Regions from separate parts of the Zea mays genome. Here all the other regions are linked to region 1. A link is a contact called in public Hi-C data. All regions are on one chromosome and are shown on one strand. The core of a region is the stretch at or near the end of the contact, and the rest is flanking DNA. Distances in the headings are between cores, read along the strand shown.

Region 1 (4,541 bases), core at 1,334-3,833:
AAAAATGCTATGGAAGTACCACTAATTAGCAAAGCTACAACAACTGAGGTTATTTGATATCGAACATCATATTATGAAAGATACAAACATGAAGGTTAATCTATAATGCTATAAAGTGCCAACCATATGCACAAGCCAAAACTGGTAGGCCAAAACTTGCAATGTTCCAAACAATCAAGAGAAGAATAGTCAGTTACCGCAGTAGAAAATGTCAAAAAAAAAGGGCATACCGCGTGCTGAACTGAAGTCTCCCACATGAGTGGGGTCTAGGGAAGAGATAAACCGAGGCAAGCCTTTTCCCACAAATACGGAGAGGCTGCTTCCAACTCACGACCTGGTGACTGGGTGAGAGAGCTATCACCACTGCACAAGATCTGCCATTCTACAGTACAAAACCTCAAACTGGCAGAATTTACTTTATACTCCCATCAGCACCAAATCATGGAAGGAAGACAGCTAAGCATAATGTGATAGCTTAGTGCTTCAAATTAAATGTCCGAATGAACAATTTGGCAATTCAACTTATTGATGGAACAACAAACAATACTTTTTTTCTGTTTTTTGTAAGAGAGGTTGCATTGTGAGAACATTATATAAAAAAAGTATAGCAAAAAGAGAAAGTCCAAAAGAATGTGAACAAGTGCAAAGGATCCAGGAAGAATAAAAGCAAGAACATATTCTGAAAATAAAACAATAAATAATCAGCACGTTCAAATGCAAGATAACGTGTTATACCTCCCCAGCTTGAACTGTGATAACATGAGGTGTAAATCCAGCTCCTGATGACCCTGCAAGATGATTTCATGTTAGGGCTAGTTGCGCTGAAATCATCTACGGAAAAAATGAGTCAATCTACATCAGCTTTGCAGGACTTAGAATAACTAGCAGCTTGTTACAGAATTCAGCAGAGAAATAACCACATGCCACCACTCTGGAAATGAACACGTGGAAAATTGTACAATGAAATAACTGAGGACAAATAAATCCGTCCATCCACAATTTATAGTTTTGCACAGTTAACTAATTAAAGCTAGGATGACCAGTACATCCTTCAGCTGACCATGAAGCAGATTCAAACTCTAATAAGGACAACGGCCCTTGAGGCAGTTCAGTCCCAATAACAATTTTTATCCTGATATATTATGATGAAACTATCCACAAGTACTTCTCCAGTTCCTAGTAAATTTGAGTTTACAAACCACACCAAAACCTTAGAGTCAGTGCAAATGATGATAGGAGTAGAAATTTTACCAGCAGCGTCCACGCGTGGCTTGTTGGTAGAACCCTTAGGCCGGCCCCGCTTCTTGAATCCGTCTGGCGACGCCACCACCAGAGAGCTCGCCGGATTTAACGCAGGCGGTGAGAACGGCCCAGAAAAACCCTGCCCTGTCGCCGGCGACCCTGAAGCCGCCGAAGCAGGCACCATTGCCAGCGCCATGGACCCGTCGGGCCCGTACTTCCTTGGTCGTCCGCGCTTCTTCTTGGCCAGCGGCTCACCCATGCTCGGCGCAGCTGGAGCGCCATTGCCTCCAACGACCGTCGCCGCGGACATGCTAGCGCCGTGGGCTGCGCCCTGCGGCTGGTAAGACGGCGTCGCAGGCGAAGAGCTCACCGGAGCGAACACGGCGGTGCCGTCCGCGGTGTACGCCATGCGCACGCTCTGCATGGCGGCGGACGACGGCGGCGCGGGCGCCGGCGGGCTCTTCGTCAAGCCGAATAGATCCCTCCCCGCCATCAGCCCTTGCTCGGACCTCACCTCCATGGCGGGCTAGCACGCGGTTCTTGGGCCAGAACTCAAATCTGCAGTCATTAGCCACTGGAAAGAGCTCACGAGCACTCAAGTAAGATCAGGACAAGACGACTAGGGATTGCGAACCTGCAAAAAAAACCATAAAACCCTTCACTGCTCAAGTACGCGATCTTTCACGCGACAAACACAGTTTTACGGCGGAAATAAGTAGACATGAAAATAAAAGTAAATTACTGACGGAAATGGGGGATTAAAAATGGGCAAAAGAAAATGGTAAAAGGTCCAAGAAAAAGGTAGGCTTAAAGCCGACAAGCCACAGAAGCTGCAGATCCCCACTTTTGCCCGGATTTCGCAGGGGGATACCCAACAAATCACCAGAATTTGGGAGCCAACAGTTGCGGAATGGAGAGAAAAAAATACGGGTCAAAAAAGGGTAACTGAGTAAGCAAAGCTCCAGACCGGGAAGTTCATGAACTTGGAGAAGGCATCACGCTAACGCCACAGACTCACGCAAGGAGATGAACAGATTAAAGATCAAAGGAGATTTCAGCTAACCTAGAACTCATGGTTTCTTGCTAATGCCCTCCGATTTCTCTCTCTTTTCCCCCTCTTCTCCTCACCCCTCCTGTTCACACGGGCTCTTTCCTTTTCGCAATTAACAAAAATGATTTTTGTCGCGGAAAAAAAGGTATATTGGAAGCGGAAGTAAAGCACGCCAAAATTGCCTCGGGTGATTATTGCAGTAGCAGATAAGAAGGGGAGGGAAGTAGATGGGTCATGGATGCGACGGTCTACCTCATTTGGCCCCAGCAATTGTGCTATTTTACTTCGAGATCCCCACTAGCTGCTAGCATATGGTATTGTTTGGCTACAAGTAGAGATGTCAATGGAGAGGGCATGTTTGGTTCGTTACTCCAATTGCCACACTTTGTCTAACTTTTCTGCCTAAGGTTAGTTATTCAATTCGAACGACTAACCTGAGGCAAAGTGGGGCACAGTTAGCCACAAACCAAACAAGCCTTATATATCATATAAAGTTATACTCATGCTTATCTTCGTACTCGTACCCATCATAGGTATAAGATTCATCTCATACTCATCCATTCGGGTATCGGATCCCCAATTAGTCTCATCTCCTATAAGAAAAGCATTGACCACAGGACCAGTGAGAGCAACATGATTGACTCTTCAGTAGTGTCTTTCTTCTATCGTTTATTCTTAAATTTTGTGATGGACCCTCCGATGATCATATGGTTGACTCTCCTGAACGGTGGGTTGGCGAATTCTTCTTCTTGCTTTGGTGGTGGAGGGGATGGTTGGCGGGGATGTTGGTTTGCCTATTGTGGCGAAAGGGGGTGGCAGTGCTAATCTTTCTTGGTGCTGAAGACGCGGTTGCTGGGAAAAGCATGGTTGTAATTTTGTTGGTGTTGAGGGTAATATGGGTGTTCATTTTGGTAATGAGGGTGGGGGTATAGATGAGGTTGGTAGGTGTGGGCGATGTCTCTCTGGTTGTTTGTTGGGACGGCTCTGGCCATGCGGTCTTTGATTTCCTTGGTTTTTGGGCAATCTATGGTTGCGTGTCCTGAGTCCTCGCCGTGCAAGATGCAGTAAAACTTCTTTCGTTGTTGGGGGGCTCTTGATGCGCTGCCAGTGCGGTCTTGTTGTGAAGGTAGTCCTGATGTCGAGGGGCTTCGCCTGGTTGTTGCAGATTAGCGATATTATGGACCTAGAGCTGCTGGACGTGTTCCTAGATGTAACACCCCTGGTGTTACTGGCACTAAAACTTGAGCATGACATCATATGCATTAACATTTCATTTTGTTTGTCACACCTAGAATGCATTCACTAGGTAAAATTTCAAAACAAGTTGTGATATGGTGACTTGAAATGTGCTTAGCACTAGGGTAGGGTACTTAACCCTAGGATTAGGACACATGGGTGACAGTAAGCCAAATTGAGTATAATCTCAAAAGTCATTAGAAATGTTCACAAGATATCAAATTTGGTGAACTTTTGTGACATAAAAACCCTAGTGTGCCCAAACCCTAAAAGAAACCCTAGAAAAACATAATTGGAACCCTAGGGGTGGATTTAAATTCTATTCACTTTTGGACCAAAGTGCAAATATCAAAGTGATAGAACACCAAAACCAAGCAACTTTCACAATAAAGGATTTTCAAGTAGTGTGGAGGAAATTGGACTTATTTGCAAAAGACCCAAGAACCCCTAAGTGGTTAAGTCTAAATTTCAGTGGAATTGGGTCAACTTTGCGGCCTTGTATCTCTGAATTCATAAGGATTTTGCCCTAGGTCAACACATCAAATGTGTAGAGCTATGATAGGGGTACAACTTTATTTAAGTGATTGGCCCTTAATGTTGTACAAAAATTGAAGTTAATTGGACTTCAAATTGGGTTGTCAGTCAGCCCTAAGGCTGAATTCTGACTGACAGTGAAGTCTAATGAACTTTGAGATCCGTTTTGAGTAGGATCCAGTGACTTCGATTGTGGGTGCTATACCAAAATTAAAGATGGATTATAGTACAACAGGTTTGCTACAGACAGATGATTAAGTTGCTATATAAAAATTGGAGAAAATCATCCCTCAAATTGCTTTGTCAGATGCTCTGATGGAGATCGCCATGGTACAGTACCTGCAAAAGATCGCTGGTGCACTGAACCTCATCGTTGGTGACTCCCGCTCGGATTCGCGCCGGCTGCGATTCGTGCCCTCTGTGGTGTGGATCACGACCGGCCATGAAAATATCTTCATCGTGGATGAGTTTGGGGCAC
Region 2 (4,541 bases), core at 1,501-4,000, 180 kb after region 1:
TTGCCACGGCGATCCGCTCGATCGGGACAATCCTTGGCAAAATGACCCGCCTCGCCACATGCGAAACATGTCAATTCAGCCTTGTTCTTCTTCTTCTTGAAGTTGGTAGTTTTGTTGGGCTTGTTAGATTTTGGCTTTCCTTTGCCCTTGTTGTGGTTCTTCTGAATCATGTTGGCGCTGGAGTGGCCCTCGCCTCCTTTAGATCCCGTGTCCTTTGCCCGAGCTTTCTCCTCAACATCCAGAGACGCTATCAGATTTTCAACTGATATCTCCTGTCTCTTATGTTTCAGAGCTGTGGCGAAGTTCCTCCATGTAGAAGGCAACTTTGCAATAATGCACCCAGCCACAAATCGGTCAGGAAGGACTATCTTAAGGTGGTCGAGCTCCTTGGCTATACACTGTATTTCATGAGCTTGCTCTACAATAGAGCGATTATCAACCATCTTATAATCATGAAAGCTCTCCATGATATACAGGTCACTGCCAGCATCTGATGCACCATACTTAGTAGTAAGTGCATCCCACAACTCTTTCCCGTCCGTGTATTGCATATTCGCATCAACCAGACGGTCAACAAGGGCGCTAAGAACGGCTCCCGTGAACATAGTATTGGCATGGTCATACTCTTTCTCCTGTTCAGGAGTCAGTGGACCCTCAGGTCTGCCTTTACTAACATGGAAGACATTCATAGCAGTAAGCCAGAGCGTGGCCTTGACTTGCCATCTCTTAAAGTGCATACCATTAAACTTTTCTGGCTTCAGCGCGTCGGCAAAAGCAGCCATAGGAAAACTAGGAAATTGTCTACAATAAGGTTTTTGGATTGTTGAATAATTAGACAAATTCCAATTTAAATTCCGAATATAAATCATGACTAAATCAGAAGAACTGAAATAACAAGCCAAATCAGATGATGCGTACTGATTAGACTTACTGATCGATGGCACGCGCCGGAATCAGCAGGGTCGACGATGTCGAAGTAGCGAAATCAGCAGGGTCGACGAGGTCAGCAGATCACGAGCAGTCGCGTGAAGACGCTTCCCAAAAACCTTATTCGCCCTCTCCCGGTGCAGGATCTAGAAGACGAAGGGTTCCGGAGACCTGCTCTCCTGATCGCAGATGCACCTCTGCGGTCGGGACGAAGGGAACTAAAAGGCGGCTCAGCTATGAAGAGAGGCGAAAGCGAACTGGGAGCTGGGGATGATCTGGAGGCTGGCTGCCGGGCTCCTTTTATAGGGCCGAGTCCGCGACCCCCGTGCTTATCCACCCGCGAGGGGCCGGATTTCGGCGGACCATTCACGCGCATGTCGTGCGCCCGCGCCCTTCGGCCAGGCCAGGCCAGGCCAGGCGAGGCGAGGCGAGGCGAGCGAGCGCGCGCGCGCGTGTGGCTCTCCACACTCTCTCCTCTCATCCATGACTTGGTGAGTGAGTGTGGCTTCCATATTTAAGCTAGCTCTACTCCACAAGAGCTAGCAATATAGTGCTATTGGTTCCACCTATCCCTTTGCCATCCACTTATATGGGCTTTTGAGATTTTCCTGGAATTATTAGAAATTCTTAATTGGGCCAAGCCCATAAATCCTAACACTGCCATCCGTCCGTCCACGCACACAGCGCACGCCACCCGCCTGCCTAGAGATGGCAACGGGTATAAACCGCTGGGTTTTGCCGTCCCAAACCCGTACCCGTGAAAAATATCCATGCCCATTAAAAAACCCGTACCCATGACGGGTTTGAGATTTTGCCCAAACCCGTACCCATCGGGTTAGCGGGTACCCATGGGTTACCCGTGGGTTTCATCTCCAATATACTTGTTCTTCTCATAATCAATAAGTATCGTAATGATTAATGAAATCATGATCCAAAATCTATGTAATGAACAACGAGTTCATGATTTGGTATAAAAATTATTAGTAGAGAGAATGAAATACAAATAATAAGTTGTATAATTAAGTGACCTTGCACTAAGTTATCCATCCACCACATATATAACGCTAGTAAAAACTATAATGGCAAGCAAGCAACACTCTCACCGACTACTGATACATTCATCAATTGATAAAAAAATTATGAAGTAAATAAGGAATAACAAGTTTGTTGGTCATTTATAAAATAAAATGACAATATGCACTAGGTTTGGTCGGGTTTAAAAAACCCACGGGTTCACGGGTTTGGGTACTATAGGAACAAACCCGTACCCATAAACCCGACGGGTATAGATTTATGCCCATTAACAAATCCATGGGTATGAAAATTGACCCAAACCCGTACCCTAATGGGGTAAAAACCCATCGGGTTTCGGATTTCGGGTACCCATTGCCATCTCTACGCCTGCCTCTGTTGCCGCGCCAGGACGCTACCCACGCGGGCGGGAGCAGGAGGTCCTCTTCTCCGCCCGCTTTGCGCTGCCTTGTCTGCGCTCGATTCCCCGCGGCCTCCTCCCTCTCACACACGCCTTCCCTCTAGGCTCCAGCGCCGCACCACGCCACCAGGGCGGGCAGCCCACTCCTCTCGCTGCTCCACTCCACCTCTATCCTACGCGCTCTTTCTGCCGCCGAATCAGCACTACTCATCACCCGGCCAGGGAAGAGAGATATTTTCTGCTCTGGCCCTATTTCTGGAGGGCGGGAGGGGGAGGCGGCGAGGTGACGTGACGGTTGCGACTGGCGCCGAAGACTTGCGTGAGTGGTAACTGGAACGGAATCTTTCTCCTCGACTGCTCGGTGCTGGCCTCGCCCCTGTTGCGGCGCCGCTCGTGTCCCCCTGTTGCTGCGGGCGCTGGTCGGCTCGTTTGACCTCGTCTGCGTAGATTCGTCGAAGAGGTGGGCCGTGGCTGTGGCTGAGGCTGAGTGGGGCGAGCCCGGAGGACTTGAGAAGCGATGCAGAGGGAGGTGGGCCCGCAGGTGGCCCCTCCGCTCTTCATCCACCACCAGATCCAGCCGATGCCTCCCCACGCCGCGGCCGCCGTGAAGAAGCGCGGCCAGCCGTGTCCGGCCGCCGCGGCGGCGCCCGCGGAGGCCGCTGCGGGGAACTGGAACCCCAGGCTGTGGGACTGGGACAGCCGCGCGCTCACCGCCAGGCCGTCGGCCGATGCACTCCGCCTCGCCGGTGGCCAGCCCCAGCCCCAGCCCCAGCAGGCGGCCGAGGTGCACCGTCAGGGGGCCGGAGGAAGCGGCGCGCTGAAGCTCCAGCTCGGCCCGCGGGAAGGCTCCACGGCCCCGACGGACGCCAGCCCGACGGCTCCCGCGGCGTCGCTGTCGCCGTCCCCGCCTGCTTCGGGGCAGGACCTGGTGGTCAGGCCGAGCAAGCGGGTGCGGTCAGGATCGCCAGGCAGCGCGGGCGGTGGCGGTGGCGGGGCTGCCAACGGAGGCGCGGGCTACCCGATGTGCCAGGTGGATGAGTGCCGAGCGGATCTGACCGGCGCCAAGGACTACCACAGGAGGCACAAGGTCTGCGAGACCCACAGCAAGACCATCAGGGCCGTCGTCGCCAACCAGGCGCAGCGCTTCTGCCAGCAGTGTAGTAGGTAAATGAGATTTGTTGTTATGATGCTACTGCCTAGAGTGCTAGGAGTCTGTTTTTGTGATCTGATCGGTTCGTATGGAGTGTGTGCTTGCTGGGCCAGAGACATGTTCCTGTAGCACGGATTCATGCTGCGGTTTCGGCCGGCGCCGATGTAGGCCGTGGGAGTTTTAGTTACTAATTAAGTTGGTTCTTCTGGTCAATCGATTAGATTTCACCCACTCGCGGAGTTTGACGAGGGTAAGAGGAGCTGCCGGCGTAGGCTTGCTGGGCACAACCGGCGGAGAAGAAAAACCCAGCCAGCAGATGTTTCTTCGCAGTTGCTGCTACCTGGAAACCAAGAAAATGCAGCAAATAGGACGCAGGATATTGTCAATCTAATTACAGTGATTGCGCACTTGCATGGTACTGACTGCTAACACTCCATACTCAATATACCGTTTCAGGACTTTGTGATTTTAACCAGTATAGTGGAATTTGTTGTTCGTAATGTCAGGTTCTAGCGTCGGTAAAGTGCCTAGCATTCCTCCCATACCAGATAAGCAGAATCTGGTTGAAATTATCAGCAAAATAAATTCATTCAACAATATGACCTCTGCGGACAAATCTCCTCCATCTGAAGTCGTTGATTTGGATGCTTTGCAAGAGCAACAAGTGCAACGGCAGGATTCTGTGGGGAAGACGACCAACGGAATCGACAAGCAAACTGTGCCATCAACCATGGATTTGCTAGGAGTTTTTCCAACTGGCCTTGCAACTTCAACACCTGAGACCAATACATCTCAGTCCCAAGGGAGCAGTGACAGCAGTGGTAATAACAAGAGCAAGAGCCATTCAACAGAGCCAGTAACTGTTGTAAATTCACATGATAAATCAACCCGAGATTTCTCTGCTGCTGGTTTCATGAGAAGCAACAGCACACACGAAAGCCAACCTCATATATACAAGCAGACAGAACAAGAAACCAGACCATACTTGTCACTGCAGCTGTTTGGCAGCACTGAGGAGGATTTTCCACCTAA
Region 3 (4,541 bases), core at 949-3,448, 130 kb after region 1:
TCTCTCAAACGGCCACTTAGACCGATCGAGTGAGCTTTCTCCTTAATCAAACGGGTCACTTAGACCCCGTAAGGACCACCACACACTTGGTGTCTCTTGCTTTGATTACAAGTCACTTGAGAATAAGAATGGGGGAAGAAAGAAAGCACGATTGCGAAAGCCAAGCGACAAGAGCGACAAATAACACACAGATCACTCTCTCTCTCAAGTCACTAATCACTAATGATCACTTGTCTCAATTGTGGAACTTAGAGAGATTGGAAGCTTTGATTGTGTCTTTGAATGGATTGCTAGCTCTTGTATTGAATGTGAAGGATTGGAGTGCTTGGTTCAAGTGAATGGAGGTGGTTGGGGTTGTATTTATAGCCCCCAACCACTTCCTAGCCGTTGCTCTCTTTCTGCCGACGGTGGACGGTCCGCGCCCTTTGTCCGGATGGTCCGCCCCTACACATCAACGGCTAAAATCGCAACGGTCAGCAGTAACGACTATATCAATGGCTATAAAGCATTTAATGCGTCGTCAGATGTCAGATAAAGCAGTCGCGGACGGTCCGGTCGTGAACCCCGGACGGTCCGCGAGGACGCTAAAAATATATTTTACCGAACCCGTCACCTTCAGGTTTTTCTAGTTTTCACTGACCGGACGGTCCGTGCCTGAGGCCGGACGGTCCGCGATTGGTCTCGAATGATGCTTGCTTCTCCATCGGACGGTCCGTAGTGTAAACTTGCGTTTATGCAGTGTTCCTGTCCGAGACTCACTTTGGTGTCGCGGACGGTCCGCCGCAAGGGCCCGGACGGTCCGCGCGTAGGGTTTTTCCAAAAAACTTCTCATGTCCGGAATAATCTACGGTATTCCGGACAGTCGATTTAGAATAGTTGTAGATGAACTTATGCACCTGTGAAATGATCAACTGGTCAAGCTGGTTAGTCCACAAGGTTTGTGATGGTCGTCAAACACCAAAATCGATTATAGAAATGTTGAGACTATTTCCCTTTCATTTTTCATCGGAGAATAGCTCCCTATCCCATCCCCACGGCAAAATGATTCCTCATGGGGATTCCACGAACATTTGGGAGAGCATTTCTTCCTCGTCCCTGTTTCCCGCGAGGATAAATTCCTGATGGAAATCTCTGTCCCCGCTTAAATTATCATTAGAACATGCTTTCTTTGTCATTAATGCACAACATTATCATTTATATGCATTGTTAGAGGTAAGAAATCATTATATGTACATCAAAATAACATATTTGTATAATAAGTGATCAATTGATAAGATAATTATTTATTTTATCATTAACTATTACACATAAAACATTGTCACGTGCAAGTTTAACGGATCCCAACAGGAATGGGGATGAGAAATTTTTTCCATTTACATTCTCGTAAGGAAGAAACTTTTCATCCTGTCCCAGAAGAGTTTATTTGAGAGCAAGTGTAATGAAGAGCATTGAGGGGCTAAAATCCTTCACTTTTTAAAATTAAACAGTGAGGGATTCTAGCTCCCTTAGAGCTGCTGGTTTGGTAGACAAGAAAACAGTAGGAGAGAAACCCAATCGCTATTGACCCCTCAATTTTTCTGTTTACCAAACCAGCTCTCAATCTCCTTCATTGCTTTAGCTCCTAAATAAGCCCTAAGGGCTAGTTTGGGAACACTGTTTTTATAAAGGATTCCAATTTTCTCAAGAGAAAATAAACTCATTTTTCCTTAGAAAAATTAGAATCATTTGGAAAAACGGTGTTTCCAAACTAGCCCTAATAGATAAATTTTTCCGAGGAATCAAGGATTGAGTCTCCGTTGTCATGTCTGCCAGCACTCCACTTCGAAACAGGCAGTAAGCGCTCTGGTATGTGATCGTGTCGTGGCATAAGCTGATCTGCTGCTATTTTTTCTCTCTATAATAAGTAAACAAACTTGTTTGCAGTTTTGCACGATGCGATCTGCCTCCACACGATTCCAGAGGCCCCGACAAGCGAAAAGGGCGAGCGCAGCAAAAGGCCAAAGCGGCCCACGCGGCCACGCCGGCTCGCTCGAGGCTGCTGGACGCGGCACCGTCGCACCGCGGGCCCGCCCGCCGGCCGTCTCGTGCGCTCGTGGCCTCGTGGGCCCGTCTGCGTGGTGGCCTGGTGGGCTGCTGCCACTCCGCTCCACTTATTAAAGGCCCGCGCTCGCCGGCCGCTGCCGGCTTCCCCGAGGCCGCCCGCGTCCCGAGGAGTGGAGGAGGTCACCCCGAGACAGTCGCTTCACCGCCGGTCTCTCCTCCCCACCTCCACGCGGCTCGCGGCCGGCCATACACCGCAGCACTACCTTGGTGGGGGCTTGCGCCAGAGCTCGCGACCACTGCCCGTGACGCCTGTCTTTGACTCGTTGACCGCGGAGTGAGCGCGCGCGCCGGAGCCGGCCAGCCATGGAAGTGCGCGGCGGAGTGGGGCAGGGTTCGGCGGCCCGGCACCCGCCCGCGCCGGAGCCGTCCCGGGCGGCGGCGCGGGTTCAGGCGGGGGACGCGCTGCCGCTGCCGATACGGCACACGAACCTCATCTTCTCGGCCCTGTTCGCGGCGTCGCTGGCGTACCTCATGCGGCGGTGGCGCGAGAAGATCCGCTCGTCCACGCCGCTCCACGCCGTTGGGCTCGCCGAGATGCTCGCCATATTCGGCCTCGTCGCCTCGCTCATCTACCTGCTCAGCTTCTTCGGCATCGCCTTCGTCCAGTCCATCGTCTCGTCCGGCGACGACGACGAGGACTTCCTGGTCGGGTCGGGAGCTCCGGCCTCCGCCGCCGCGCCCTCCCGGCAGCATGCGCAGGCGCCGGCCCCGTGCGAGCTGCTCGGGAGCCCCGCCGCGGCGCCCGAGAAAATGCCGGAGGACGACGAGGAGATCGTCGCCTCGGTCGTCGCCGGGAAGGTTCCGTCCTACGCGCTCGAGGCCAGGCTCGGCGACTGCCGCCGCGCCGCCGGCATCCGGCGCGAGGCCCTGCGGCGGATCACGGGGCGGGACATCGAGGGCCTCCCGCTCGACGGCTTCGACTACGCGTCCATACTAGGCCAGTGCTGCGAGCTGCCGGTCGGGTACGTGCAGCTGCCGGTGGGCGTCGCCGGGCCGCTGCTGCTCGACGGCCGGAGGTTCTACCTGCCCATGGCCACCACCGAGGGCTGCCTCGTCGCCAGCACCAACCGAGGCTGCAAGGCCATCGCCGAGTCGGGCGGCGCCACCAGCGTCGTGCTGCGGGACGCGATGACGCGCGCCCCCGTCGCCCGCTTCCCCACCGCGCGCCGCGCAGCCGAGCTCAAGGCATTCCTGGAGGACCCTGCTAATTTTGACACGCTTTCCGTCGTCTTCAACAGGTAGATTCAATTCCGACAAGAATCTTGATACCATTCCACAGCTGCCTTTTTCTTCAATCCCACTCGTGCAGTTCTAAGTTCAAGACAATAAAAACATGACACGGTTGCTGACTTGTTTGGGAACACACCAACACCATGAAATGTGAGCAGGTCGAGCAGGTTCGCGAGGCTGCAGGGGGTGCAGTGCGCGATGGCGGGGAGGAACCTGTACATGAGATTCAGCTGCAGCACAGGGGACGCCATGGGGATGAACATGGTCTCAAAGGGCGTGCAGAACGTGCTGGATTTTCTTCAGGATGACTTCCATGACATGGATGTCATTAGCATATCTGGTTCATCTTGCTCTCTCGGTTTTTGGTAAAGTTGAATTACCTCAGTTTACTGAGTCACGTAGTGGCTGCTTAGTGTACTGAACTTTCAGAGCATTCTTCTACCATTAAAAAACTAAAATGGATTCCCACGTCAAGCGTTATCTTATTTGAATCCTGACCATACGCCCATTCTAAGGAGTCTTCAATGAACAATAAGTATGAGAGACCTATTGGCAGTTTAAATACCCAGCACTATTTGTTCTATACTTCTATTGAATCATTGAGGGAAGCTTGGGGACAAAAAGGTGGATTGTTGAATATAACTGCACCTGTTTAAATTTAGTTGGTCAGTGAACCAGTGTGGCATGGTCTATGAAGTTTTAAGGACTCCATCACTTTGCTACGCACTATGGTTTCAGGAAGGAAAAAAATGGCTTATTTTTTCATACAAGATACCAGACAACACCCTTAGTATTTTGTAATACAACAATACTGCACATAAACCAAGACTGACTTCAACTTATACTTATTATAAGTAGTTACGACTAGGTTTTCTTGGACATCATCCATACTACTAAAACGATCAGGAGACGGCAGACCAACTACAAAAAAAAAACCAAGAGGAGACGGCACACCAACTACCAAAAAAAAAACTAGAAAGAACATTTCAAGTAGAAACATCAGTGCTTCTTTTACACAAGCAACAAGGCCAGTGCTTTTACAAAAAACAAAAAAAAAGCATGGAATATTTGACTGTACTATTAAACACCTGGTTACATCAGAGTAATCATGTTAGATTACAAGAAACAGTATTTCAAGGCGGCGAGTTGCTGCCACTTGCCCACTACTCTGTTTACTCAAGTTAGTAGCTTTGGTGTTCCATGAAAAT

Evidence for each region. A called contact is a pair of places that touch in the nucleus more often than the background predicts.
Region 2: a contact with region 1 is called in a Hi-C map of leaf, with 5 times the contacts expected there. The contact joins the promoter of sbp7 here to the promoter of LOC100284796 in region 1. A contact is called at or near these places in 2 of 25 Hi-C or Micro-C datasets (ear and leaf).
Region 3: a Hi-C map of tassel shows a contact between it and region 1, with 4 times the contacts expected there. The contact joins the promoter of LOC100280335 here to the promoter of LOC100284796 in region 1. A contact is called at or near these places in 7 of 25 Hi-C or Micro-C datasets (bundle sheath, ear, endosperm and 3 more).

The regions. Positions count from the first base shown.
Region 1 is chr4:205,875,075-205,879,615 of Zm-B73-REFERENCE-NAM-5.0, forward strand. It overlaps LOC100284796, which reads right to left and starts at 2,584. Exons shown (of 6, transcript NM_001413111.1): 1 at 2,546-2,584; 2 at 1,252-1,876; 3 at 736-788. The coding sequence starts at 1,762.
Region 2 is chr4:206,057,484-206,062,024 of Zm-B73-REFERENCE-NAM-5.0, forward strand. sbp7 (SBP-transcription factor 7) reads left to right here and starts at 2,751. Exons shown (of 10, transcript NM_001362256.1): 1 at 2,751-3,523; 2 at 3,731-3,924; 3 at 4,016-4,541. The coding sequence starts at 2,877.
Region 3 is chr4:206,006,067-206,010,607 of Zm-B73-REFERENCE-NAM-5.0, forward strand. LOC100280335 (3-hydroxy-3-methylglutaryl-coenzyme A reductase) reads left to right here and starts at 2,199. Exons shown (of 4, transcript NM_001153261.1): 1 at 2,199-3,341; 2 at 3,492-3,698. The coding sequence starts at 2,407.